Linked DNA regions of Mus musculus: all the other regions are linked to region 1. Evidence: chromatin contacts called from public HiChIP or PLAC-seq, Micro-C and promoter capture Hi-C data. All regions are on one chromosome and are shown on one strand. The core of a region is the stretch at or near the end of the contact, and the rest is flanking DNA. Distances in the headings are between cores, read along the strand shown. Region 1 holds the start of Gad2 (glutamic acid decarboxylase 2). Region 2 has its middle 77 kb from the start of Myo3a. Region 3 holds the start of Acbd5 (acyl-Coenzyme A binding domain containing 5). Region 4 holds the start of Myo3a (myosin IIIA). Region 5 overlaps Myo3a (myosin IIIA). Region 6 overlaps Myo3a (myosin IIIA). Region 7 overlaps Myo3a (myosin IIIA).

Region 1 (3,008 bases), core at 299-2,798:
CCACCAGGCCTGGAGGACCCTAAAGACTTACTAAGTTGAGGCCTAGGGTCAAGGTGACTGCCTTCCCTTAGAGACACGCCTTGGGTAGCACCTCAGCAGTGCCAATCTCACCGCCCTCCCCCTCCCCACCTCGGGCCACTCACCGGACCTCAGTGGGCATCCTCTAGCTAGATCCTCCCTGGCCCCCCTGGATTCTGGAAACCTTGGGAAGAAGATAAAGCTTTGTGGAGAGAATGCACTTGGTCATCTGCAGTTATTCGAGGTCTCCGGATCCCTAACAAAATAAGTGATCCTGGTCACCAAGACTAAAGGTCCCAGGGTTTCTCCTCCGGCAACAGCTTTGGTGACTCATTTGAAAAACTCAAAGAAGGAATAAAGGACTATGGAGAGCAGGGAAGCTGCAGTCCCTCGCTCGGAGAGAAGGAAAGGAGATCGGGAACGGTTTAAAGCAGCACTTTCCTGCAAGTCTTTCTTGAGCTCTCTGTAAGCCTGGAACTATGGGTTTAGTATAGGCAAGAGGAAACGGAAGCGGAGCCAGAGGGCCCCAAATCTTCCTCAAGGCGCCGTCCCTGCATTTAAGAGCCTTTGGGAAAAGGGAAACAGAAAGGATTTTTTCATTCCTTTATTAGAAAACACAAACGAAACTACTTCTTTCTGGGCTGGGAAATTGCCACTGTTGTGTTCCTAGGCACCTGCTGATGGCAAGAACTCCTCTTGGGAAGGGACGAGGTCAGTGGGTTGAGTATCCCTGAAAAGATGGGAGTGCCTTTTCCTGGGATTTGGAAAAACTGATTCGCTTACTTTGAGACTCCCTGAATCCTGTGTATGTGTCAGCTCTCACCCACTCCAAGAAGTTTCTGTTCGTTTTATTTATTTAATTTTTCTCAGCCTGAGGTCCTCAGTGATAGATTCCAGCGTGGATTTTAATTGCTTCAATCAGCAGCCTTTCTCTTCAGCCGTCAGTCAAAACCTGGACGATGGGTCTGGGGACCCAGGCATGACTGCACAGAAACCGTACGACCCCCACCCCCACCCCCCAGGCTGGCTCAGCTCAGCAGGCAGACATTAGGCTCTGCTAAGGAGATGAAATGAGTTCGTTGGTGTGGAAGCGGTCCACCTTCCTCCCTCCTTGGTTCCTTCCCCAAGCTTTGGAGCTCTTCCTGATTGAGGCCAGGTGGCCTGGGCTCTTGAGGTCACAGCGACCTCAGCACTGGTTTGGAGGAAGGCGGGCGCGAGAACCACTTTTGCTCGGCAGCAGCCAGAGACAGCCCTCAAACAATGAGCCAATCGATGCACACGTGAAATTGCCCTCGGCCACCATTCCAATCTTGCCAAGGTCTCCCTGTCCCTGGGGTCACCTAGGCCAGCGTGCTGAGGGCTGTGGTAGCACCCTGGACAGCGCGTTCCGGCAGAAGCAGACCTGGAGCGCCTGTGGCTGGGTCAGCACTACGCAGGCACGCCTCCCTCCCCCGCATCTGACTCGCACCTCACGACCCAGCGCCTCCATTTCCCTTCCGTCACTCTCTCATCTCCCCACCAAGCTCCCTCTCCCTAAAAATCTCTTGGGCCCTTTCCACTTTCCAATCTCCAGACTGCGAGGATCACGGCTACTCCCCCCATTTAACCTCGGCGGCGCAGAGCACAGCAGCGCGTCCCTGCGCCCTGACTGGAACATACAAACACGCACGAGCACTGGCATACGCAGACAGCACGTTTCCTGTCCCTGTGTGACACCCACCCTCGTCGCGCTGCCGCTCCAGCCCTCGCGCGGTGCCCTTCTCCCGCCACACGTACTCGCACACGCACGCACTCTCGTGCAGGGTCGAGGCAAAGGCAGCTTGCCACAGCCACTTGGAGGCGACCAGCGCCAGTCTAGCAGAACCCATGGCGTCTCCTGGCTCCGGCTTTTGGTCCTTCGGATCTGAAGATGGCTCTGCGGATCCTGAGAACCCGGGCACAGGTAGGAAAATCAGGACCTGCAGCGGGAGAGCTTTGTGGGTGGTTTAGGGTTTGCAGGGCTAGGCTGATCATCAAAGCTTTGACATCTGCAACAGGAAACTTATTCGGGCGCTTCGCCCGGCTCTCTGGGTTAAGTCCGTAACTGTGTGAGAACACCAACCCCCCCCCCCACCCAGTCCTTTGTCCCCCAGGGAAAAAGCCCAGGGTTGTCTAGGCCCCTTCCCCTAAACATAGGCTCCTGAAAGACTGCAGCGTCTGCGGGAGTCAGAAATCAAAGATCTAGGCTTTGCCTCGGGACGTCTAGACCCTGGGCAGGGAAAGACAAAATGGGAGCAGGAAAGAGTTTGGGGTCTGAAAGGCAAGCGCGGTGAGAAACAAACAGCCTCGGGTTTAGGAAAGGCAGCCCAGGTGAGGGCAGGGAGAGTCTGGAAACCCGAGAACCTGGCGAACAAAGTGCAAAGGGCGGCGTTGTGAGCTGCTTTCTTTCTGGGACACCGCAAGGAAAGGGCTGGCCCCGGCGTCAGATTCCCTCGGACTCCCCCACCTGCTGAAAGCAGAGTCGCTAGCTGGTGGCTGCTTCGAGTTTGGCGCCGGGCCCCCAGACTCTGGACTTAAAGACCTGGTTCACTTGGAACGAAAATTCTCACTCGCCCGTCTGTTTTCTTTCCGATTCGCTTTTCCCTGCCTGGCGATTGCAGCGAGAGCGTGGTGCCAGGTGGCCCAAAAGTTCACGGGCGGCATCGGAAACAAGCTGTGCGGTGAGTGGTGGCACTGAATGGGAGAAGGGCTGGCAAGGTCGGGGGCCCGCGGCTGGCGGGAGCAAAGTCGTGGGCTCCCCTCTGAGCCTGCAGCCTAGGTTGGACGAATCCCTGGGTTGCCGGGTGGGTGGGGATGTAGGAGCGGAGACTACCGCCAGCTGACTCAGGTCCCGCGTTCCGTGTCTTTGTCCAGCTCTGCTCTATGGAGACTCCGGGAAGCCAGCGGAGGGCGGCGGGAGCGTGACCTCGCGGGCCGCCACCGGGAAGGTCGCCTGCACCTGCGACCAAAAA
Region 2 (3,008 bases), core at 163-2,662, 470 kb before region 1:
GGGCTACACAGTGAGATCCTGTCTTAAATTAAACAAAAATAAAATAAAACAAAGATCATGGGAATACACTTTTTAGAAAGGGCAAAATACACAAGGTATTTGTGTCCCATGTGAACGCTCAAAAAGGTGATCCCAGCACAGAAGGCATTTAAGAACCAAATGAACCATTCAAAGACCACTAATCAACCTTCTCCCTGATCATCACTGTCATCATCCAATGGGTTCATGTATAATGTATCCAGCACACCATGGGTAGTCTTTATACATATCCTCAGCAACACGGACCACCACTCACCCAGGCTGACCTGACTTCAGCCACTTGTTGCAGAGACCAACACAGAGCCTCTGGGATAACTACATTTCCCAGTGACCAGCCAGCTAGGTGAACACAGACTAATTTCAATGAGTCAGTTCCATCATAGGAGATGAACTGTTTTATTCTTACTGGAGTAGATACTTGGTCAGAACACCAATTTGTTTAGCTTGCCTACAACCCTTCCTCAAAGGCTCTCATTCATGGACATACATAATGCCTCACCCTATCACCATGGTGGCCTGCTGATCTTGCTTCTGATCTATGCAGTTCACAGTGAAAGCTTAGCAATGGGCCCAGGCTTATGCACTTGAGTAAGTTTTACTATGTCCTCTACTATCATATTGTAATTTCTTCCTTAGAACAGACCACTGGGTTTTGTAGATGCAGTTACAAAGTCAGTTAGATCACAATATTCATAGGACCAGAAAATAATAACATTTTCAGCATTTATGCACAATACATAGTGTTTCCAATTCCAGAAATCCAGAAGTAGAGTTATTATTTAATTCCTGTGATCACATCACTTCTGGAGAACAGGTCGTGCTATCTTTCTTGTCTTTGCACTCCCATTGTTTTTAAGAATGTCCCCCATGTACTAGATACAAACATTTGAACATGAGTTGAATAAATGAGTTGAATAAATATCACTGTGTATCCAGTTCTGGTCAATAAGACAAAAATAACTTTTATTATGGGCTTGGGTGAGAATTCTATAATAATTTTAATTACCTTATTATATAGTATCTTTAGAATATCAAATATTTGTTAAGAAGCTTATTAAAATAAACCATGCTTGTCATTGACTTTTGTTCTTAAATTAAATTGATGTCCTTTTCGCCTCCTCTAATTTTTATATTAGAAACACCACGGAAAACATTAAAAGCAATTCCAATGTGCTCTTCATTTATAGACATTAATCATATCAGATATTTTCTTAAACAATGCTATCAGCACTGCACACACATGCTTAATCTCTTACAGAGAGCCCTACAGTGACACAAATTCTTATTTATCACAATACGGCCTGCTAATCACTCATGCTGCTCAGCCCCTTCAGAGGTCTTTCCATCAAAGTGCATCTCCATGGTAACACAAACTAGATTTGGCCATTTGCTGACTGCTTGGAGCACAAAGGTCACTTGAAGGTTTACGGCATTTGGATCCTAAAGCACATTTCCAAAACTACAGTTTCTGCATGGTTCTGACATTTGGGCCTCCTCTATCAATAGTACTTCTCCCTTGGCTTCAATATATGTTTCAATTTGGACAATGTTTATTTATTGGAAATGAAAGCAGTCAATGTAATCAATGTTAATAAAACTCACTTTCTCTCCCTGCATTTCTTTTCAGAAAATCATAATTACCTCTTAAAAGCCTTCCATGTATGAAAGTTCTTATACCGAGATTGCTAAAATGATCTTCAGAAATCACACCTGGAAATTCGATTATTGGCTTTTCCTTGTTACATTTTTGTGTCTGTTTTTATGGAGAGTGGAAAGAATAAATGTGTTTCACTGAAATATACATTTTCTTCAAACTGATGATTATCTTTATAAGAAGCTTAAGTCTTTAAGAAAATGTTTAAAATGCTAGTCTCTTACAAAGGAAACTTAAACAGTTTGTGGCTAAGAAGGATAAATATCAAACACTTAATGCTTTATAAATAAGTCTGTTTAAAATAGCTATGGTTAGTTCACACTGCATACCATTTATGTGCCTGATTCTTTCCTAAAAGCCCTATCACATTGATCCCTTTAATCCTCGCAGCAACCCAGAATTGCTTCTAGAACAGCATCCATTATGCCTATTAGAAGTTAGTGCACAAAGGATATAGGGATTGGATGCTCTGGTCAGGTATTTTACCATTGAGCTCCAATCTAAGCCCCTCCTGCTTTGTTCTTTGTTTATTTTTGGTGGTGGTGTCTCATGGCTCAGGCTGGCCTTACACTTGAGATCCTCTTGTTTCAGCTTGCCAAGTCTGGGATTATTAGATGTTTTCCAATCGCCCTGACATGGTCTCCTGTATGATTTTCAATTTATATCATAAGTAAAACTATTTCATGTCAGAAAATCATATGATTGTATTATACATATTCCCACTTTTATTAAAATTACAGGAACTTAGAGTAATTAACAATTCAAAGTAAGGGTGCTTTATTGTGACCTTGCTCAGCTTTCTGTTTTGCTTTAAGGAAATGAAGATGCTTGCTCTGCGCATAGAATGACTTCATCGGTGTCAAAACATTGGCCTGTGCAATAGCTCTGCTCTGTCTCTTTTGTTTTGGACTTACAATAAGATAAATAAATTGCCTAGACTAAGTGAGAGGAGGGTACAAGGTACTGATAAACAGAACTGCTTCACCTGTCTAGGTTTTAGCCATGAAGTGAGGCAGCCTAGGAGCAAACTCCTATGTTAATACACCTTCCAAGTGACTTATTTTTTCCCAGCTAAGACTTTATGGAGAAAGGTAAGCATGCCCAAAAGCAGCCCTAGCTGCTTTTCTTTTTAAATGTATTTATGTGTGTGATTTTTTTAATAGCCACAACTGGGCTCCAGACAGAAATCTGGTGCCCACGGAAGCGAGAAGAGGGCATTAGATCCCTGGAGACTAGAGTTTCAGATAGGTGTGAGCCACCTGTGTGGATGCTAGGAATTAAATCAGCTCCTTTGGAAGAGCAGCCAATGCTTTTA
Region 3 (3,008 bases), core at 156-2,655, 450 kb after region 1:
AGGACAAGTCACATATTCATAGCAGGTTTTATGATTTGACTGACACTCGCTTGCTAAATCATTAAATTTTAGGACCTTGGGCAAGTCAACTATCATTTCCTCATCTATCAACACCTTACAGTGCTTTTGAAACAGATCATACGTTTGCCAAACATCACACATATGAAGGCGGTGAAGTACTAGGGAGCGGTTCTCTAGTGAAGCCTGCGTTCCTCCAGTGCCTTTGGTCTTTTTGATTAAACGATCAGTGAGTCCGGAACTGTTTCTGGGGTACTTTTGAATACAGGCCGCATGAGCCCTGAAAGAACTCTTCAGACGACACTGTTCTCAATACCCAGATAAACAAGCTATGTCAGAGGATTCCTTTCTGCTCGAAGCTTAAGAAGTACTTCGGAGACGCCCCAAACGCAATCCGGAAGAAAGGAACTTCCGCCACACACAGGAAGGGTGGGCTACAAGGAAAAACCGAACCGGAACCGGAGGGGGACTACGCCAGCCTACAGAGGAAGGTGTCCGGAAGCGCCGGGGGACTACAGTTCCCATAAGCCCGCGGGGGCAAGGTGCGGGGCAGGCGTCGAGACAAAACGGACAGGCCTTGCCAGTCATTTGGCTATATCAAGGTAAATGCCGACATCGCGGCTCCAAGGGAAGAGTGACTTATAGTTCGCAACTAGATTTTTACGAGTAATCTTCCCAACCCATCCTAAACCGACAAAACTGACGTTCCCAGCGGGGCGTCCTTGAGATTTCCAGGCCACGGCACTCTACGCCTGCGGGGAGCTTCCTAAGTGCCTACAACGCGGGCATTACGTTGTTCACCGACCATCTCCATCCCTAGCCTCCGGCGGAGCTGGACGTGGCTGTGCCTGTCTCCTGGGCCTGGAGAGTGGGTAGTGGAGGTGTTGCGCAGCAGGCCGCCACCGCTCACCTTTGCTCTCTCCGCGGCCACCCTTGGGGCCAGACGGTGAAAGCTGTCCCAGACTTGGGGGCCAGGGCTAAGCCCTTCCATCCTTGCCCTTAATCCTCCCTTTCTCCCCTTTAGCGTGTTGTATATCCACAGAAGAGGTCAAGTGCCTTCTCCTAGGTCACAGAGAGTAAATGTCAAAAGAAGTTTTGAAGCCACTTTTATGATTCACTCCCTTCTCCGGTTTAACCCCGAGGCTAGGCATTGAGGACCACCGACTCTTGTGTTTTTCTTTTCTTTAAACACTAGCGGTATCCAGGGGCCACCTTTAGGACCTGGCATAGAATCCTAGCGCGTCACCAGGCTTGCTGTCCTCAGCCCGAACATAAACAAGCACCGGGTTCTCCACAGACCAACCCCAGCCGGAGCGCCTTGCAGCCTCTTTTCCCCTCCTCTGAGAACGCGCAGCCCGTGCACGTCACCGCGGCGGAGCGGGTGGGTGGGGTTTGCTGCACGGCGGCCGCGGCGGCGGAGGCTAGTGGGTCCTCCGGTGACTCTGGGGCGGGGCTGTGGGGCGGCTGCCCACCGACGGCAGAACTTCTCAGGAATGGGGGGTGTGATTGGTTGGCCGGCATCTTCCGGGTGGGAGAAAGGGTCCGCTATCACGGGCGGCTCAACCTCCAAGGCCTGCTGCTAGAGATGCTCTTCCTCGCGGTGAGTTGTTTGGCTGTTTTTGTTGGCTGGGATGTACTCTTAGACACGCCCCACGAAGGAGGAAGGAACCGGGCCACCTGAGTTGATGTGGCCTTGATTGGGCAGGCAAAGGGGAATTGACCAGCTATGCTCCTGTCATTAATCCGCTGCTGCGCTCGGTGTTCAGTTTCATGCAGGCTCTTGGGGAAGCTGGTGCTGCTGCTGCTGTGTGATTACCGCGGACAGACCTTGGGACCGAGGCCGGCGCTGGCAGCTGGAGATGGCGGACACACCGTCAGTGTATGAAACCAGATTTGAGGCGGCCGTGAAGGTGATCCAGAGTTTGCCGAAAAATGGTATGTGCAGTGGGCTCTAGGTAAAAGACCTTTTCCAGCTGCTTCTAGTCTACCTTATTTAGCGCCCCCTCTCGCTCTGTCATTAAAAGAAATGTAATTGAAAGAAATGTAATTGAAAGAATGGTATTGAATGCTAATTAATTACCGCTGATTTTTGAGGCCAAAGGCGACGTATTATCTAGGTTTTAAGTAGTTTATATTCTTGAGAACAAGTCTTATCACTTAATGACTGTGGATTTGGGAAAGTTAAAAAACAAAAACAAAAACTGGGGAGGGATGTCTGGTGCTACCTAACTCAAAAGTGTAATCCGAACCTTCAGAAACTTTGATATGAAGCGGAAAGGAAAGGACAACTATATTCTCGTGTAAAATGATTATTTTGACTATGATGTGTCAGGTACGGTTTTCTTTGTGTGTATCCTGGCAACAGCTTGTAAAACTTTTTATAATTTTGTCTGACCAGTGTTAAGGATTTTTTTTTCCATCACTAAATTTTTTTTTCAGTGTTCTAAATAGAGAAGCTTGGGAAGAGAGACTTTTACTTTGAAATTTTATATCCATTTGCATTGTGATTTACTTTTCATAATAAATTAGATTAAAATTATCTTAAGCATTTTTATTGTGTGTGCTAGATTTGTAGGCCAAGTCAAACATAACATTACTATATTTGTATAGTATTTAATGTCTTCCCACTTTTCTTTTCTTTTTCTTTTTTTTTTTTTTTTTTTTTTTTCGAGACAGGGTTTCTCCGTGTAGCCCTGGCTGTCCTGGAACTCACTTTGTAGACCAGGCTGGTCTCGAACTCAGAAATCCGCCTGCCTCTGCCTCCCAAGTGCTGGGATTAAAGGCGTGTGCCACCATTGCCCAGCTATCTTCCCACTTTTCATGTATCATCATTTGGCTAAAAAATTAGTAGTAAGCATAGTTCATTCCAGTAAGAAATTTTCCGGAGGCATAGTTTTGGAAGCTTGTAGGGCATGTGTTGGCATGTACAAAGCCCTTATTTAGTTCCTGCACACCTTCAGAATCAGTGGCACAGGCTGCTTTGCGATGCC
Region 4 (3,008 bases), core at 193-2,692, 390 kb before region 1:
AAACACTCAGGTCTTTCAGGGCACCTGTTGAAAATGAGAAAATGAAAACAAAGATAAAGATGCTATATAATGTCGAAACTGCAGAACAGTGACTGTGGTGCAGAACGGGCTGTAGTAAGAATGTCCCAGCTGCCTCCTGCTGCTAGTGTGGGAAGGTAAGAGCTTTTAGGCACATTTTTTAAAGTGTAAGAGGCTGCATTCCACTATTGCCAAAAGTACTAATAAGTTCCCACACTGTTCAAGGATCTGTTTAAATTACTTTTTAAAATCTTACCTTTTCACTTAGGGATCTTGTACCTCCCAATAAAATATTTTATAACTATTTCCCCAACAGACCTGTTTTTAAAATTCCCATGACCACATTTTCATCTGTTTTTCTCGATATCATTTGGTTATTTCCCAGTTCTGAATGAGATCAAGTTTTCTATGTATGTTTATGTATTGTTTGCCTGTAGTGAAATCATTGCTTTTTACTGAATATGGAACTTGGATATTCGTTCATTGTTTATGGTTTCTGAACAAGGTTTCACTACATAACTCAGGCTGGCCTTGAACCCATGATGCGTGTGTTGCTCTCATACCTGGCCTCATTGATTTTTCAGTACATCCAACAACGACTAGATTTGTGTTAAAGTATATTCATGGTGATCTTTTTCTTTAAAATGATATAACTTAAAATGTTTGAGCTGTTTATGTTAATCTTTGATTTGATGTTCTGCAAAATAAAAATCCACAGTTCAGTTACTCTATAGAAAACCATCTTATGGGGAGGGTTTTGAATGTCTATTCAAATACTCATTTTTATATTTATAAAGGTAGCTAAGGGTTAGATGACCTTCTGGATGTCTCTTGCAATTTTTTTCCTTTTGATATGAACAGTAGGCCCGTTTAGATCAGTGACAAAATCTAAGGACATTTTGACCTTGAAGGGGAAGAAGAGATAACCCAAAATGCCTATTAGAACTGTCCAGGGAGCTTAGCAAGCATGGACCCATTCTGGTATCCCAGTCTGTGAGGCGTGTGGGAACGGACTGGACTGTCCCAGGAGGCAGGTGAAGGTAGAGATCTGGTTATGATAGGCTCTATCTGTAGTGCAGAAGTCCCAGCCCCGTGATTCCAGCCCCAACTTTCTCAAGGGTCAAAGAGAAGTTGTCCAGGGGTGGAGGCCTGGAATGCGAGCTTGTTTTGGGCATGGGGAAGGTGGTCCTGTTGGGGGACAGTTTTTTGAGGCTTAGGTGAGTCACAGTGGGAGAGGAGTGTCCCAAGCACTGGTGCAGCCCTGTGGTTTCTGGGCAGGGCCAGGAGGCTTGGCCAGGACTCAGGAGCGTCTGGGTTGGATGAGCATCTAGCTAACCACTGGACAGCAACTCTGGGCGACCTGGGTCCGCCCTGGGAGGTGCCACGGGGCCCGCCCCGCTCCGCTCCGCCCGGCCTCGCCCCGCCCCTCTGTAGGGGACCCGGCGGCGCGCTAGGGCGGTGCAAAATCCCAGTATTGGGCCAGCAGAGGAATTGGAGTGGCCACACTGTGCACCCACCTGGGGAAGGAGCCTGCAGACCTTAGAACGCCTGGCTCATATGCAGAGTGAGTGTGGGTGAGCCCAGCGGGGCCGGGACTTGAGCTGAACCCGGCGGGACTGGCAGACCTGTGGCGTCCCTGTTTCAGAGGGAAAATAGTGACCTGAGGAATAGGGTTTGTAGAGAAGAGGAAGCAGGTGCTAGAGAGCATTTGAATTTTCATCCGCTGCCCAGTTCAGGACTTCTGTTTTTGCACCTTGCTGAAATTCCCATTATAATGGGAGCTAAAAGTAGTATTGGAATTGGTCCTGCGTCTTGAACTAACTAGCAGTGACTCTAAAAGTGCATGTGAATGTCACACAGGTGCGCACACACATATTTTTTGGAAAACCCTAAGCATTTTCATGAGTTTCTTGGTGAAGTAACTGATCTTCCATTTGCTCTTAACCCTTCGGGTTTTATAATTCGCATCAATCCATTAGCTTCAGGGTTTTACACCAAGCACAAAACATGAGCTGCTTTGCATTCCCTGTTAGCTGTGTGAAACTGTTAACATTTCTGTCTAAATTGTTCCAAAGTTCAATTTCTGATGTCTTTTTTTCAGATCTTGAATGTTTATTCCTATAATGCTATGATTTTTTTTTTCTTTTTTCTGTTGTGTTACTGTCTCAGAACCATAGCTGCGGTTGGGACATTCATGCTTTGGAATTTTATTATGCGTTGTTTTCTAGCTTAACTAATGGTAGGTGGTAAAGTTGACAGTTTTTCCGGATTTGCAGAGGCCTAAGTGCCAGATTTTGATCCATGAGCAAAAGTGCATTCTATCTGTGCCATTTTAGTTTTTCATATTTTGGGCTTTCATTATACTCTACATCTTAAAATGGGGAAATGCAGGGATATGTGTGCTTTCAAAGACAATGTGTTCATCTGTGTGATGTCTAGCATGGGAAGAATTACTTCCATCCATCTTGTCCCCCTCTTTTTACTACAGGAACAAAAATACAAATGAAAAGATTACATTTGATTTGATGGTCTTGTAGACAAGCTCTCCCTGCCCCCCTCCCCCTCCCCCCTCTCTCTTTCTCTCATGTGTAGGTGTGTGGGTGTGTGTATGTGTGTGTGTGCGAGTGTACAACACATTACGGCATAGCATCACCCAGGCTTTCTTTTTGAAATATATCTTGGCATCCTAATATATTTTGGTGCCTATATTCTTTGAAAAGTAACTTGTATCTGTCACATAAAAAAACATTTGAAAGTTCATGAGATGGTGATACTAACAATCATAATGGATAAACACTGGAAAGTTCAAATATACTTCAGAATACAGTTCTTTTGCATAAGTTATGTAGGTTTTGGTTTAAAATATTTCAGTTATTTCTGCAATGTAGTTTTTAAGTTTTTACAAATAAGAATTAGTTTCATCACTTGTCTTCTTGATGAAATGATAATTTGAACCGTGATGGCTAGCATATACTTCTTTCCCCTGGTAA
Region 5 (3,008 bases), core at 247-2,746, 370 kb before region 1:
AATTATTTTACATGAATATATCCAAAGAGTAGGCAAAGAGGGGTGATGTTATTCAAAGAATCATGCTAATAACACTCTGCTTTTAATGTGAGTCCCTACAAATAAGGTATGTGCTGGAGGGGTTCATCTGAGTTGTGAATGACAGGCTTCAAGATCCATCAGCCTTCCAGGTAGAAGGCCACGCTAGCTTAGGCAAATGCCTGTAGTGGCTTCTCTTTTCATTTAAGTTTTAATCCAGAACTGAGATTGTTGGAATAGAAATTTCCCATAACATACCAGGGCAATCTATTTTTTTACTCTGTGTGTGTGTGTGTGTTTAAATTATCTTTTCAAGTTGATCATTCTTTTATTTTCATCGATTCTGTTACCCCACAAATGTCTGAAAATGACAAAAAACCAGACTGTTTTAAGGAACCACTTCCATGGACTGATCTATAATATATATTATATAATATATATTATAATCTAATATAATCTATAAATGAACACATTTGCAGTCTAAAGTTTTCACAAGTTAATGAAAGCAGCCATTGCTTCCTGATTCCACTTAGACAAAACCAGTTCTTAAAAAGACAAGGGAGTCAGTTTGTCTGTTGTCTATGGAACACCAGTGGAGGTTTGTATTGTCACAGTAGAGTCTATTATTTGCAATGATGCGCATATACAAGCAGGTTAGGTTTCTGAATATTCTTATCCTCCAAACCTGGAGAACAAAACAACAGAGCTATATTGACTTAAAACATTGCCACCAATCCTGTGCTGCTGCTGAGCACAAAAGACCTGAGATTTTCCTGTAATTTCTGCTCCTTGGCTGAATGAACAACCACATTTTAACTACAGAGGAAACCCAGACTCTGAAGCCATTTGCTCAGTGTGCCTTCAGCCATAATAAAGCCAAAATCCAGAATAGCACATCCTTCTGTTAAAAGAGCCTTACTGGCCTAATGCGTCTCTGTACTAATTGCTCTCTCCATGGCGGTGCTACAAAATGTGTCCTGGTCTTTATCTCAATCGTCCCTAATTTGTTCATTTGTAATCATGACACTGCTTTCTTTCATGGCCTTCCAAGTACAGAAATTTTCCTCTTTGAAATTATATCCCTTTCAGGAGATCAAAGACTGTCAATTACAGGTAGTTTTTGAAAGCACAAAAAAATTCAGTAAATAGTAACAAAGCCTATCAAATATACATTGTAGGTCACAGAAGTGGTCTTCATACATCATACGTCAGGCATTATTGGTTATTCTGGATTTTCTTATACTTACATCTAGAAGTAATATAAGGTCTGCCATAAGAGGAGAAAACAGGAAGATAAAGACAACACAATGAATGAGAGTTTTCTATTTGTTCAGGATTAACACGTTAGTATTATGTACCTAGGAAGGGTTGCAAAGCCAGAGCAATCTTTCTGCTGTGTCAGGAAGCAGGGCAGGTGTGGAAGCTGGCTCCTGCCTTTCTCTGGTAGCCTAATATTTTTCCTTCTTCTCTGTGCTCACAATTGCAGTGGAACTGCAGACTGACAGCATGATTTCTTTCATGTTCTCAGAGCAGAAAAACCATTCCCAGCTCTCATCTAAAAGGCTGTTATTTCATGTGTCTGCAACAGAATAGACACTGATTACCTGGAGTCGCTTCATTTATGGTTTTGTTTAAAAGCTAAGATGGGCATACAGTCTAAGTGTCCTCCTTTATGCTGTTTGTCCCAGAAATGCATAAATAATATACATCACTGTCCTTCTTGCCTACCATATACATCAGAGCTTGCCAAAGTCACTGTTGTTTATATAGGAGTACCAGGATATAATGTTGCTGTAGGTACTGTGTTGCTAATCGATAGATTAATAGGTTTTCTTTATGTATATTAAAGTATTTCATCTGCTAAATTATTTTCCTTTGTTATAGGTTTTTAGTTATCAAGTATTTCCCCAAGACTTTTAAAACATCTTAGAATGAGAGAATTATTTTTTATTTGGATTTAGTGGTTAGAGTTTCCAAAATATATCTCAAATGGATCAGTTGTCAATGTTACCCTTAAACCATTGGTTTCATACTAGAATGTTCACATGACATGTCACACAGTACGTGAGCACACATTAGGGAATGCCTGTTAGGTGCTGTCTGCTTTCATAATTGTTTAATCATGTATTTGGCATCTAGAATTTAATATATAAATACATTTTATTGAAATATATCACACGTTGTGCAGACCCTGTCTACACCATAGGAAAAGCTGACCTGTTACTGTGTACACATGTGCATTTGTGTAGAAACCTTTATAGAATTTATATCTAGTCAGTTTGTTTTCTTGAACTCACCTCTTACTTTGCACTGGCCATAGTGGTAGGCTCTCAGTATGGGATCAAAATGAACTTATATTAGAGGTGATTATTGTAGTGATTTAAAGCTAAATTAGTTTATTGTTGCTTGTGATACAAAGAGTATAAATAGGCATATTAATAGAGAATAAAAGAGAAGGCTTTTGACAAGGAGAGACAAAGGGGACTGTCATCTTATCTTACTGACAGAAAAGAGATATGGTTGCAGGAGCTTTCTTTTCTGTAGTATCCTCCAGACTTCCTGATTATAAGTGTGGACTGCTTGTACCGATGAAGTAGAAAATTCATGAATGAAATTTGGAAGCTATTTTATTTATTTATTTTGAGACAGGATGTTCTCTCTGTTATGTAGCCCTGGCTCACCTGGAACTTACTATGTTGACCAGGCTGGCCTTTTCCCATCTCTGCCTTCCAAATGCTGGGATTAAAGGTATGTGCCACCATGCCCAGGTTGGAGTTATTCTTACATACTCAGATGACTCTTATCTAAGGATAAGAGGCTAGAAAGCACTCTTCCAGGTTCTCCACTTGGCAGAGAAATAAGTGGAAATCTCTGACTTCTGCTATCTGCTACTTCTGGCCATGACAATGTTTTTGTCAGCACATAATCCTCACATACACAGACAGAACACTGCACAAAAATACAGCATCTTTCAACCAGCGGGACAGTGC
Region 6 (3,008 bases), core at 348-2,847, 330 kb before region 1:
TAGCCTTACCTACCCTTCAACTGGCCATCTGACCATGTTACCTATAATATTTACCTGCCAACTGCACTACTTCAGCTGGATAGTTTCTCTTCTAAATATGTATTTCTCTTTTAAATATGTATTGGTAAGTTCTAGGTGTCTCAAATTTGAAAAAAAAATCCATGTTAATTATAAGTAAGATATTTTTAGAGACCATAAGAATTTTTCCTCACCCATGGATTCTAAGGAAGATACACACATTGTTATGATCATGAACACTGTGCAGCTTCAGAAGGAATACACCAGTTCAAACAGTTCCCTATGAGATTTATTGAGAGAGGGGGGGGGAGGGTCAAGGTGGCAGCAAAAAGAAAGTGGGGAAGAGAGAGAGCATTCCTCTTATATATATGGATGGTGACATGGTGACAGGTAAAGGTGGGAGGTAAGCCCAATGAATTCTGGGAATATGGTGGCCATTATCTTGGCAACAGATGTATAGGTCTCTCTACTGCCTATGTGATGTCATGGATTTCGGAGGTCCTGATACCAACACACATAGCTTGTATTGCCAGGGGTCCAGAGATAGTAGTACATAGATAGTCAATAATTACACATGCTATTAATTAAAGGTTGTGATTTCAACATGTGAAATATACCTGGAGTTGGGGATGGGGAGGTTAGACACTTTGTGTTGTAGTCCTAAAGAAATGATACCACCATGTTATACTTATTCCTGAAAGGGGATCCCTTTTTTGTGTGTAATTAAGTTTTTCTAGTAATGAAGCATTAAAAGTTGTTTAATACTTTGGAACTTCCTGTGCTAACTCTGAATTATAATACATCATTCTTTATATTTCAATGTCCAGTGTTATATAACACTGGTCTTATAAAACATGTCACTTGTATGGGGGAAACAAGATGTGTAGGAAAGAAGAAATCCTCTATATACCAAAAGCATTTCAAGAAAAATATATTTTTTCTAACTTCTATTGTCATTTATTATATAAGGTGAAACTATATATGCCTAAGTCACCTTAGTCATAGTATAAACCATCATATTTACCCTGTGTTTTCATACTTGGTGGTAAAGATGAAGGTGGTAAACAGGAAAGATGGAGAGCCCTGATTATTGTGCCTTGGTAACACTTAGTGCAACAAAGTGCATCATACTAATTATTTTTTACTGTTTCTGCTGCTAGCATGTCCTTAAAATTAAATACTGAAAATAATGGTTGTAGAAATATGTGGAAAGGGGATCTGAATAACTACAGTTCTGGGTATTATGAAATTGGCAAACTATGTTATACCCAAGGCAATTCAATCTGTAAAAGGACATTTTCAGTGGACAAGCAACAAAGTAAAATTATTGGCTGAATAACAGTAGTTTTTCAAATGCTCAAATCAGCAATCTTCATCTAGTCCACTGGACTGAAAGGTGCTTTGGTGCTCTTTGGTGTGATCCAGTTAGATGCGTAGGTGCACTTAGCTTTAATGAGTCTGTACCGACTATACATTAATTTCATTATAAGCTGTTTAAGGAGCAGTACAGGACTGAGGACAAAGCATTTCCATCCCCCTAATGAAAACAAAGAGCTGTTAGAATTAACATAAAGTGACACTTCAGCAAATTTAGCCATTATGGTTGATCAATGGTGCTTGATTACAGTCACATCAGCCTCACTGTCAAGTGACAGCCCTTTTGTGTGCACAGATGCTCGAAAAAAAAAAAAATTGCTCAGCTTAAAAAAACGAAAAGAATTAATAACAAGATCTTTTAAGCGGCATTCAGAGCACTATAGCTAATGGCATTTTCTGCTTCTTTGCTTTTGTCACATACAAGCGTGCATGCTTCCTGCCATGTTTCTCGGAACAAAAGAACAGCTCTGGAAGCTTTTGTCCCTTCCTGCTGCGGGTTGCTACCTGTTCCAGGGCACCTCTGTGCACCTGTACCTTCCTGGGGGACTTCTGTAGTACTTTTTTCCAATATTCAATATTCCTGTTCTGATAAACATTGGTATTTCCTACTAAGTGATTTCACATACAACCCAAGACGATTCTTAGGGAGGAAAAATAATAATAACAGCAAAATTGGGTTATACATTAACTGCTTTCAGAGAAACTAGGAAGCTGTCATTTTATATAAAGAATGATGAGTCGCTAATTACCGTTCTTGGAATTGGGAAATGACAGTCCTTGATGATACAGGCAGAACCTGTATCATCAAGGACTGTCAAGCAAGTCTTTGCTCTGCTTCTCCTATTTCACCATCTAACCAATGCACAGCTCCCATCCCAACCTTAATTCTTATTTTCTAGGAATCCACCCCCTAAACTCCGGCAGCCTGAGCTGTGGTCCGCAGAGTTCAATGACTTCATTAGCAAGTGAGTAACAATAGTCAGAAATACAAGTAAAAACAATACCAGCCTGCTGTGACTTTGAATGGTTTACTGTAACCACTGGCTTCTGAATCCTTCTCTTCTTTCTTATCTGGTAAGCAACTCCAGAGGTCTCCACCATTCCCACCCACACCTCATCCCCCCCCCACCCCCCCAAAAAAGAAAAAGAAAGAACAGAAAATCTGTATAATCTGCTAAGGGTTCAGTGAAATTACTTAAATAGTAACCTCTGAGTCAAGTTTTCACCTGTCTGCAGTCATGTTTCCAAGGGCTTTTTAGCATCCACCCAGGAACATGCTCACCTGCCCATCTGCCATTGCATCATTGCCAAGAGCATCTCCCACCTGCTCCCATCTAGTACCTATGCGGTCAGTGATTTAACCCTTCATTTGTCTACATCACTGACTCTCATTACAACCACAGGGATTTCATCACAGCCAGTGGCTTTAAGGATCATATTTATCAAAGGCTTTTGCATTTGAAATCCAGAGAATGATTTCACTTGCCAGCAGTTTAACAGAAGTGACTGGCCTCTCCACAATTAATTAGAAGTGGGTCAGCCATTTAGAAAAATCAGGTCCTCCAATCCTTTCACAATTTTTACTGTCTTTACCTAAATCAAAGAGGAAAAGG
Region 7 (3,008 bases), core at 365-2,864, 280 kb before region 1:
AAGCTGATAGAGGTTTTCAATAATGGATTGAAACTCTGTAGATGCTGCTCTGTAGATGGGAGCAAATTGCTTAATCTAATCTTTACCTTGTTCTAGATCTTGACATGTGATCTGATGGTGTGTGTGTGTGTGTGTGTGTGTGTGTGTGTGTGTATGTGTGTGTGTGTCCAGAGTCAATTCTGCCCTTGTCTGGTCTTGTTTTGTTTTTGTTTTTTTTTTTTACTTTTGTCCTTGCTAAAGATTTAACACATGCAAAATCGATTGTCTGATGGATGGAATTTTCCTTTGCAATCCTTCGGTCTTCACTTAGCAGGTTAGGACTATTTAATGAGTAGTAAAGATGCTCTCTTGCTCTGTCATAGGTAGAGGTCGCTCAAAAAATGTTTCACAGAGCCAAGTTTGTCCCAGCAGGATCCATATTGTTTCTTTATACTTGAAAATCTCTGGGCAGCTTCTAAGCCTCACTGTGATAGCTTCTTTCATTCATCAAGACAAATACAGCATCAGTTGTGTGGCCCCTTTGGGGGTTGCATATCAGATATTCTGCATATCAGATATTTACATAATGATTCATAACAGTGGCAAGATTACAGTTATGAAGTAGCAACAAAAATAGGGTTTTTTTTTTATTTGTGGTCACCACAACATGAGGAGCAGTTTAAAAGTTCATTCTAAGTATTAGTGTTTTCCATCATCTTGAAAACTTCTACTCCCTTAAACCTGGTCTCAGCAAGGTTCTAAGATTAACACTAAAGATAATCTCCTTAAGCTAATTTCCAACAACATGCAAGTGAGTTGTACCCCTAACCCACAAAAACACCAGTTCTCAACCAGTGAATTACAAACCCTTTGGGGTGGGGGGCAGGGGGTTGCATATCATCTATACTCTGTATATAAGATATTTACATTATGATGTGTAATAGTAGCAAGATTGTAGTTATGAAGTAGCAACAAAAACAGTTTTATTTGGGGGATGGTCACCACAACATGAGGAACTGTATTAAAGGGTTGCAGCATAAGGAAGGTTGAGAATCACTGCTCGAAGAGGACAGGATGTGAACATGTGTCCCCAAGAGATGGTGCGACATAGTAGATAGGCAGCCGGGGAGGTTGTGTCCTGGCTAGGATTCCATTCTTTCTGTACACTCTGATGAGCTGCTCTGACTGCGATTTTTTTTTTCTCTCCAAATCTGCATTCACAAAATATCTTTATCCTCTTACTTTGATGCTTAGAAATTTCTGTAAACATAAGGAAAGTCGAATAGACTTTAAGAAAGATTCAGATGTAGTCCCAGGTCAATATTTAGGTTTAAAGTGAGAAGGTGCACTCTGTGCAGACTGCCTGTAGATTAATTATGTTTTCAAGCCATGTCAAACACAGAATTGTATGTGAATAAGAAAAGAGAAAAATGCCTCTTCCTGTATTCCTGAGAAAGTGTGTGAAACGTGTTCGGGAGGGGCATATGGACCCCACTGTAGCCTCTGGCAGTGAACCAAAATTTGTGCTCCTGTGATTTTGTTTGCATATAAAGTACTTATTAGGCGCATGCCCGCCTGCGGGAAAGGTCGCCTGCGAAGAGGGCGGGGGCGGAGAGCTGAGGGAAGAGAGGTCACCCTTCAGCAAGAGGGTGGGTGCAATGTGGAAAGGAGGCTGCAGCATCCCGGGCGGGCTGGAGGTGCAACAGCAGGGGCGGCGGCTTTAAATCCTCGGGGGGGGGGGGGGGGGACGCACACAGCACTGTGGAGCCGTGCCCCCCCCCCAGCCCAGGCTCTGCCCAAGGGCCACTCCTGACCCCCGCCCCGGGGCTTCGCGCGCCAGCCCCTCCTCCGCCCGGCCTTGCGGAGCCGGCGGGCCCGCCCAGCTCCCCTCCGGGGCCCTGCGGGACGGCCACGCTGCCCTGACGAGGCTGGGAGGGAAGAGCTGGACCAGATGGTGGCTAGAAGGCCTTGCCTAACTTCTGGGCTGTCCCCAACTGCATGAAGAGCAGCCAGTCTGACCTGGCCAGTTAATGACTTGCTGATAGACCTCCAGTTTCACATACCATTAGCTATTGGTAATCCATGTATTTAAATGGCCTCTGTTTGAACTCCTGTGCTTTCAATACCTGTCTGTTCTTCCAGACGTTGGCATTGGGAGTCCCAAAATGTCTCTCTGCTGGTGGCACTCTGGAAATGTTTAGTTAAAAGCCATTTTAGGGGCTGGAGAGATGGCTCAGTGGTTAAGAGCACTGACTGCTCTTCCAGAGATCCTGAGTTCAATTCTCAGCAACCATGGCTCACAACCATCTCTGATCAGATCCGATGCCCTCTTCTGGTGTGTCTGAAAAGAGCAACAGTGTACTCATATACGTAAAATAAATAAACAAATCTTTTTTTTAAAAAGTCATTTTAGATATGACATTATCACTGTAGATCCAGTTGTCAGTTATTAAGTTATCAGGTCTTTGGAAAATGCATTTTGTGAGAGAAATACATTTTATAATGTGTCATGATGAAATACACCTTTGACTTTTGACTTGGAGTTATAGGTGTTTCAGATCTGTGGTAGCAGCACTGGGAAAGCAAAGGTATAAGGATGACAAGCCTTAGGCCAGCCTGGACCACATAGTGAGAGCCTGTTTCAAAGAACAAGTGAGGACCGGGGTGGAGCTTAGTGTGGCGCTCTTGCCTAGCATGTGCAAGCCCTAGGCTCTTGCCTCACTACTGCAAAAGCAAAAACAACAGATTAGCTCATTATGGGCAGTCACAGGAAGCAATGAGCAGCCTTCTGTGTAGATCGGGGCCAAAGAACCTCAAAGGAACAACTTAAAGTAAAAATGGCATAGCCAGGCCCTGTTGCTCCTCCTTTGATTGTTGCTGTTTGCATTCCTTTGCTGAGCCCACATTTTCATAGGCTTGTTTACTACTCACTTCTGCTTCTTGGAGAAGACAGACCCAGAGGCCATCCGTCCCTATAGGTAGCTGACATGTCTGTTGTCTTCTCCTTCTTACATGACTATGTCTACTGC

Evidence for each region. Promoter capture Hi-C pulls out the DNA fragments that hold promoters and counts their contacts. Hi-C and Micro-C count contacts between places; a contact is called where the count stands out from the background. HiChIP or PLAC-seq counts read pairs in DNA pulled down with a chosen protein or histone mark.
Region 2: a contact with region 1 is called in an H3K4me3 HiChIP or PLAC-seq map of neural tube, with 5 times the contacts expected there. The contact joins the enhancer-like site here to the promoter of Gad2 in region 1. A contact is called at or near these places in 9 of 39 promoter capture datasets (3T3-L1-derived adipocytes, the C10 cell line, the HPC-7 cell line and 6 more), 12 of 115 datasets of contacts at active chromatin or transcription factors (SST interneurons, astrocytes, differentiating embryonic stem cells and 8 more) and 1 of 9 other capture datasets (adipose tissue).
Region 3: a Micro-C map of embryonic stem cells shows a contact between it and region 1, with 4 times the contacts expected there. The contact joins the promoter of Acbd5 here to the promoter of Gad2 in region 1. A contact is called at or near these places in 1 of 39 promoter capture datasets (hippocampal neurons) and 1 of 484 Hi-C or Micro-C datasets (embryonic stem cells).
Region 4: a promoter capture Hi-C map of trophoblast stem cells shows a contact between it and region 1, with 3 times the contacts expected there. The contact joins the promoter of Myo3a here to the promoter of Gad2 in region 1. A contact is called at or near these places in 14 of 39 promoter capture datasets (the 3T3-L1 cell line, the C10 cell line, HPC-7-derived erythroid cells and 8 more), 10 of 115 datasets of contacts at active chromatin or transcription factors (SST interneurons, embryonic basal ganglia, embryonic forebrain and 4 more) and 2 of 9 other capture datasets (liver and pancreatic islet).
Region 5: an H3K4me3 HiChIP or PLAC-seq map of embryonic forebrain shows a contact between it and region 1, with 8 times the contacts expected there. The contact joins the enhancer-like site here to the promoter of Gad2 in region 1. A contact is called at or near these places in 6 of 39 promoter capture datasets (the 3T3-L1 cell line, the C10 cell line, embryonic stem cells and 2 more), 1 of 484 Hi-C or Micro-C datasets (Th1 cells), 9 of 115 datasets of contacts at active chromatin or transcription factors (astrocytes, embryonic basal ganglia, embryonic forebrain and 5 more) and 1 of 9 other capture datasets (adipose tissue).
Region 6: a contact with region 1 is called in an H3K4me3 HiChIP or PLAC-seq map of embryonic forebrain, with 4 times the contacts expected there. The contact joins the enhancer-like site here to the promoter of Gad2 in region 1. A contact is called at or near these places in 1 of 39 promoter capture datasets (liver), 14 of 115 datasets of contacts at active chromatin or transcription factors (astrocytes, a beta-TC-6 cell line, embryonic basal ganglia and 7 more) and 2 of 9 other capture datasets (adipose tissue and liver).
Region 7: a contact with region 1 is called in an H3K4me3 HiChIP or PLAC-seq map of embryonic basal ganglia, with 2.7 times the contacts expected there. The contact joins the enhancer-like site here to the promoter of Gad2 in region 1. A contact is called at or near these places in 5 of 39 promoter capture datasets (the 3T3-L1 cell line, embryonic stem cells, liver and 1 more), 12 of 115 datasets of contacts at active chromatin or transcription factors (astrocytes, embryonic basal ganglia, embryonic forebrain and 6 more) and 2 of 9 other capture datasets (liver and macrophages).

What each region holds. Positions count from the first base shown.
Region 1 is chr2:22,620,779-22,623,786 of GRCm38.p6, forward strand. It overlaps Gad2 (glutamic acid decarboxylase 2), which reads left to right and starts at 1,549. Exons shown (of 16, transcript NM_008078.2): 1 at 1,549-1,960; 2 at 2,658-2,717; 3 at 2,911-3,008. The coding sequence starts at 1,885.
Region 2 is chr2:22,148,534-22,151,541 of GRCm38.p6, forward strand. No RefSeq gene overlaps it. Among named protein-coding and RNA genes, the nearest start is that of Myo3a, 77 kb to the right of the region's middle. Within about 2 kb of position 1,413, at least 5 of the 459 cell types and tissues checked have an H3K27ac peak or open chromatin away from gene starts, as enhancers often do. A contact at or near this core is called in neural tube, where this site is marked.
Region 3 is chr2:23,067,667-23,070,674 of GRCm38.p6, forward strand. It overlaps Acbd5 (acyl-Coenzyme A binding domain containing 5), which reads left to right and starts at 1,406. Exons shown (of 14, transcript NM_001355637.1): 1 at 1,406-1,618; 2 at 1,785-1,953. The coding sequence starts at 1,604.
Region 4 is chr2:22,226,061-22,229,068 of GRCm38.p6, forward strand. Myo3a (myosin IIIA) reads left to right here and starts at 1,443. Exons shown (of 34, transcript NM_148413.3): 1 at 1,443-1,582. The coding sequence starts at 1,576.
Region 5 is chr2:22,249,770-22,252,777 of GRCm38.p6, forward strand. All of the region lies in intron 3 of Myo3a (myosin IIIA), which reads left to right. Among named protein-coding and RNA genes, the nearest start is that of Myo3a, 24 kb to the left of the region's middle. Within about 2 kb of position 1,497, at least 3 of the 459 cell types and tissues checked have an H3K27ac peak or open chromatin away from gene starts, as enhancers often do. A contact at or near this core is called in embryonic forebrain, where this site is marked.
Region 6 is chr2:22,292,179-22,295,186 of GRCm38.p6, forward strand. It overlaps Myo3a (myosin IIIA), which reads left to right. Exons shown (of 34, transcript NM_148413.3): 8 at 2,295-2,360. Among named protein-coding and RNA genes, the nearest start is that of Myo3a, 66 kb to the left of the region's middle. Within about 2 kb of position 1,598, at least 17 of the 459 cell types and tissues checked have an H3K27ac peak or open chromatin away from gene starts, as enhancers often do. A contact at or near this core is called in embryonic basal ganglia and embryonic forebrain, where this site is marked.
Region 7 is chr2:22,336,872-22,339,879 of GRCm38.p6, forward strand. All of the region lies in intron 13 of Myo3a (myosin IIIA), which reads left to right. Among named protein-coding and RNA genes, the nearest start is that of Myo3a, 110 kb to the left of the region's middle. Within about 2 kb of position 1,615, at least 57 of the 459 cell types and tissues checked have an H3K27ac peak or open chromatin away from gene starts, as enhancers often do. A contact at or near this core is called in embryonic basal ganglia, where this site is marked.